Regions from separate parts of the Mus musculus genome. Here region 2 is linked to region 1. Evidence: chromatin contacts called from public promoter capture Hi-C data. All regions are on one chromosome and are shown on one strand. Each heading gives the region's core, a stretch centred on a gene start, on an enhancer-like site or on the middle of the called end of the contact. The rest is flanking DNA. Distances are from core to core; before and after follow the strand shown.

Region 1 (2,700 bases), core at 2-2,501:
TCCCAACATCTTGACTATTTCACTACCTACTCCTCACCTCCTGTAACTAATTCATCACTGTGTTCCCTACACAAGAGCCCAGGTCTCTGTCGCCAAAATAACCATTTAATTCCACAGTTTATCAAACGCTAACAAATGCACCATCAAATTGACTTTTTACATGGCCGCTGACGTCACTGTCAGGGGGTGACTTGTTCTTGCTTTAACTAAAGTGTAACTCTGTATCCACTGCATCCTGCCTTGGATTATGTCCACAGAGGCATATTTGCATCCATTTCACTACCCTACCTAATGACTTTGACTCCAATCTTGGCCTCAGAATAACTCTTTTAACATTTAAAAAAACGCCCTTCCTTACCTCCAGCAGACTAAGGCTCTTGGGGGACAGATTTCAAGCTTTCTTTCTCATCCTTGGCAGCTTTAACATAACGTTCCCAGCAGTACTACTACAGGCCGTGGTCCTTCCCTCTGGACTAACCACCAACTCTGCGACTTGTTTTCCTTAGGATAACTCCATTTCACCAAGCTCACCCAACACTTACCAGTGACATCTTAATAGTCTTTGCAACTTTCAAAGGCCAGCCAGCCTCTAGGGTTCCAATTTGAAAACCACTGGTGTGTTCTACGACCCTCACAATGACTCAGTGACCTAACTCATTCGTCGCCAACTCACCTGCTGGAACCCTTTACAACTCAAGACATTCCTCTAGGCTTTCACCTCCCCCAACCCTTCAACAAGTCACTGGCCTGCGGAGTCCCCTTTCTCCCCTCTACGCATCTCCCGGGTCTTACAAACTCAACCCGAAATTCCTAATTTCGCGCGCTCTTTCCTCTCCATCGCCCCTCCATCCCAAGACCCCGAGACGGTCATCTCCCCTCAGGTAACCTCTCCAAGCACAGCTTTGGGACACAACCTCTAAAACCCCGAGAGATGCCCCGGTCTCTCCCATAGCTCCCGAGGCTCCCCCGCCTCCCCCAACAGGTTCCTCCAGACTCAACTCGCCAAGCCAGCGCCCCGACCCCCGGAGGCCCCCCGGCCACACGCGCACGCGGACCCGGCCCCCGCCGCGCCGGCCCGCCCCTCCCCCTCCCCGGGGCCACTTACCCCGGGCCGGAGAGGGGGAGGGGCGAGCGCGGGCGGGAGCTGCGGTCCCCGGCTGCTCTCAGCCCCGGGGGGCCGGGGCCCGGACCAGCGGCAGCAGCAGCGCAGCGTCTCCCCCCGGCGGCGGCAGCGGCGGCGGCGGCGCCGTCCCACTCCCGCAGGCACACATAGGCTCCATTGTCCGCCGGTGCCTCCCCCTTTCCGGCTCCCCCTCCCAGGCCCGCCCCTTCCCCCTCCCCTCGACCCTCCCCCAGCCGCACCGTGCCACGAAAGGTACCGCGGGCCCCGCCTCGGACGCGAGCGGAGGCGCGCCCCTCCCCCGGCCCGCCCGGCGGGGAATGGGGCCCTGGCCCCGCCGCCGCCAGGGCCCGCCCCCTCCGGGGGAATGGCACCCGTCCCCCTCCCCGAAGGCGATCGATGGTACCAGCCCGCCGCGGCCTCCGCCCCCTCCCGCGCCTGGCTCAAGAGAAGCCGCCCGCGCCCCGCCCACCCACGGCCCCGCCCCGACGGCACCGCCTTCTGCTTTGCATGACCCCTCCCATCCAACCCCGCCCCGGCTAGTCACCGGGTCCCCCCGCGGTGACGCCCACTCCCCGGTTTAAAGCCACAGAACCCTCTTTTTCAACTAAAAGATCCTCCTGCAGGACCCACGGGGCGGGTGGTGCGGCGGGGAGGTTCTCTTCCTTCCTCACCCTCCTCCCGGCGCTCATTCACCCAGACTCCCCATGGCCTCCAGCAGTACTGGAGCCACCGAAGGGGATTAGAAAAGGCGCGGGAGGGGGAAGGGCAGAGTGGAATTTAGCCATCTTTGACAGAAACTAACTGGGAGCTGCAGAAGGAACCGATCTTCCTTCACTCGCCCGCCGTTCAGGGTCGGGCCTAGTCTTCAGTCTTCATGCCACCTCCTCGCACCTCTCCACTGCGATTCCGCCTTGCTTCCCCCAGCCCACCCATCCGCCCCTAGGTGTCCACTCTACCTTTGCCCGTGAGGGCTTTCTTCCCTCTGGAAAGCTGGTCCCCTCGGCTTGCACTCTTCTCCCTCTTCCCAGAACAGACTCTCTGGGGTCCTGCTGGCGCTGTGGCTAGAGCAAGGTCTCCTTCACCTCGGGCCCTGCCCCGCCCCGCCCTGCCTGGCCAGCACTACCTATGGTTTCCAGAGAGCACCTTCTGCCCCGGCCTCCAGGTCTTCTCCCAACCACAGTATCACTCACTTAATTTTATTTTTTGGAAGAGCTTTGATGTTGAGAATTCGAGGGCGACGCGTTCAGCACTACCCCTGTGAAGTTAGATGTTAGCTCATTAGGTAGCACTTTTTCACATCTTGGTTAATGCGCCTTGCTCAGATTCCTGTTATCCTTATTTTGTGGGGCCGTGTTACTGCCTTGACCAGCCATCGTTACTGTCTGCCCTCCCCACAAAACCCTACTAATCTTCGAGTTTGTACTTTGCGGAGTTGATCTTAAGGATTCTCCTGCAACTCTGTGCACTGGTCCAAAGCGTTTCTAACAGTTAAGTGGATTCTGTGTACCTGAGAATGTACAGTCTCCCCGAAGATGGAAGCAAGCAACATAGCCAAAAGACCTACATGGGTTTAACCA
Region 2 (2,770 bases), core at 111-2,610, 48 kb after region 1:
GTGACCAGTGACTACCATACCAGTCAGGGCAAACGTCAACTTTGTTTAAGCAGGGACCCCAGGTCCACCGAGCAAGGGTAACGCCAAGGACTGAGAACTGTTTCTAGGAGAGGACAGAAGCATGGGTTGATTTAGGCAATTCCAAACGGGGCACAAGGACTGTTTTAGGTCTTCTCAACAGGACACTCACATTTTGTGATGAAGACAGTGATAATAGGTTCTTCGCAACTATGTATAACTTTATGCTCTGCAGAGGTCTTTTATGGGGGTGTGGTTTGAGCATCAGCAGGGCTCTGTGATGTGGGAACCCGAGTAACAGTTTCTCATTTTACAATGAGGAAATCTAGACTCAGATATTTGCCTAAGGCTACAGACTTCAAAGAGTGGGGAAGCAATGTTTTGAACCAAGCTCTAGACTTCATTTTCCTCCAGTTCCTCTCACAGACAAGGTGAGCACCCTACCTCAGCTCCAGCCCCCGCAGCCCTTCACCGTGGAAATGGCAACACATGATAAAATAGGCTTAAATATAAGCCTAGGAAACACGAGGAGAGGCACGGGATTGGGAGCTTTCTGACAGATAACTGAAAACCCGAAGAAATCAAGAAATGGCTTTGTCTCTTATGAGAGGAGGTAGGGAGGGAAAAATTAAGCCCTCACTACGGTGGCTCTTCACAACACCCCCTGCGTTCTTTGTCTGGCTGTTGAGCCAGGACCCCCTTTGAGATCACAGAGCCAGATTGTGTTCCAGAGCTTCTGGCTGTTTCCAAAAGTCACAGTCCCACCAAAAAGAAGAGTCTGTCCCTCACCCCAGGAGCACACACTCTGGGGACACTCAGGCTAAACCTGAGCAGCAGACCTGACACTCTTCAAACAACCGAGTCTCGGTTTCCTCTTCTGCAAAACCAGGGGCTCGCTTTCTTCCAATCTTAGATTGCGATGGGATACATTAATGGAGAGACACTGTGGACCCTGGGGCATAGTGCATATGAGTGGTAGTTATTAATATTTTACACCATTTTAGGCACTGCAGTTTCTTGTGGATTTTAAAATAGGCCCTGCAGAAGCTACTTTCAGAGAAAGTAGTATGGAAAAGATCCCTGTAAGACAAGGGGCTTTTGCTTGGGCGTGGAAGGTGAAAGTGGATGAAGGTCGGTCCGGCTTTAAACAGCTGCAGATGGGATCAAGGACCAGGCAGGTGGAGCTGATAGATCAGGGACGGGCAGGTGGGGCAGCTTTCCCTGACTTTTCATCTCTCCGTGCAATGATGTCAGACTTTGTCCCCCAGCCCCCACCGGCCTCCTTCCAGAGTACTTTTTGCCTAGTTTACCTGAGTATTACGTGCGTCCATACACAAAGCCAGACTCTCTGACAGACAGCTCCCTCTCACTCAGTTATTGATTAACTATCACGAACCTGGAATATGCTATGCTAGGTGTTTTTCTTCCCCCGCTGTTGCTGTCGTTTGGTTTTGGTTTGTGTTTTTAGATTGATTTTTATTTCATGTGTATGAATGTATTGCCTGCATGTTTGTCCATCATGTGCACTCATTGTCTCTGGAAGCCAGAAAGAGTGTGAAATCTCTTTAAGATTGGAGTTACAGATAGTTGTGAGCTGCCCTGTGGGTGCTGGGGATTGAACCCAAGTCCTCTGGAAGAGCAGTTACTGCTCTGAAACGCTGACCTACTACAGATTACACACGGTGATGCTGAGAAGAAGAATAGAAAGGGAAACCATGTGGTAGAGTGTTCTGTAAGCGATGGACGTGACACCACATGATGCTTTGGGAAAGGCCTCTGAGGTGACAGTGGGGACCTCCGAGGGCAGAATGTTATGGATAGAGAGTATGAGACACACAACGGCCCAGAGGCAGAAATGAACTTCGTGCATTTGAGGGGCTGAAAGGGTTTAAACAGCTGAAGTTGGAACACAAAGGGTTAAAAGGTGAGGTGAGAGCCAAGGCAGGCCAGGTTATGTTGGGTTTATGCTGGGCCATGGGCAGGAGTTTGGATTTTGTTCTAAATGCAGTGAGGGCCATTTGGACATTAAGTAGGAGAACAACGAGATTGACTCTGCCTTTTAAAAAGATTATTCTTAATCCAGCCACCCCCTGCCCAGACTCACGCATGTGCACAAGCGCTCGCTCAGCCAGATTCTAAGAGTATCACCAGGCTGCCAGTTACCTGCCTGTCTCCCCTCCTCCCCGCCCTCCCCCTCCCCCACTGCAGCCTGTTGCTGGATCTCATGAATGCCTCAACAATGTTTATGGACTGAAGTGCAACCTTTCCTTTGTACAGCCAGCAGCCTGATTCCAGCCCTTGAATAAAGAAAGGGTTGCTTGAGTTGTATCTCCTGCTCAAGAACTTTCAATAGCTCTCCAGCACCCAGGAAACCAAACTGCACCTCTCTAACCCTGCGACCGAGAAGCCTGAACGAATAGATCCCCAAATCAGTCCGTCCACTTCTCTCTGCACTTACTGACATTCATCCTGTAGTGACTCCAGCTTCCTGAGCATGGCTTGTTTGTCCTTGTGCTGTTTTCTAGCTCTGCACTGACACTTCCTCCAATTACAGCTATCGGCCTCCGAGGCTGTCATTCCCTGGAGTCAGTGACACCTTCTCTCCTGGATGCTTTCTCTGCTCTTGCTTGATCCCATGTGGACCTCCGGAAGGATTTTTACCTGAACCTGTTCAAAGCATTTGTTGGAGTCTTCCTGGTGTCACAGTTGTCTGTGTGCATGTCTTACACTCTTCCTAAATGCAGCTTCCTGG

What was found. Promoter capture Hi-C pulls out the DNA fragments that hold promoters and counts their contacts.
Region 2: a promoter capture Hi-C map of liver shows a contact between it and region 1, with 2.0 times the contacts expected there. The contact joins the enhancer-like site here to the promoter of Bcl9 in region 1. A contact is called at or near these places in 5 of 39 promoter capture datasets (cranial neural crest, hippocampal neurons, liver and 1 more), 1 of 15 datasets of contacts at CTCF or cohesin (CD8 T cells), 4 of 484 Hi-C or Micro-C datasets (Th1 cells, cerebral cortex, muscle stem cells and 1 more), 11 of 115 datasets of contacts at active chromatin or transcription factors (CD8 T cells, the SCID.adh cell line, T-cell acute lymphoblastic leukemia and 7 more) and 4 of 9 other capture datasets (adipose tissue, embryonic stem cells, liver and 1 more).

What each region holds. Positions count from the first base shown.
Region 1 is chr3:97,226,113-97,228,812 of GRCm38.p6, forward strand. Bcl9 (B cell CLL/lymphoma 9) reads right to left here and starts at 1,252. Exons shown (of 10, transcript NM_029933.4): 1 at 1,106-1,252.
Region 2 is chr3:97,273,746-97,276,515 of GRCm38.p6, forward strand. It overlaps a transcript of Bcl9 not described here. Among named protein-coding and RNA genes, the nearest start is that of Bcl9, 48 kb to the left of the region's middle. Within about 2 kb of position 1,361, at least 48 of the 459 cell types and tissues checked have an H3K27ac peak or open chromatin away from gene starts, as enhancers often do. A contact at or near this core is called in CD8 T cells, T-cell acute lymphoblastic leukemia, double positive thymocytes and 2 more, where this site is marked.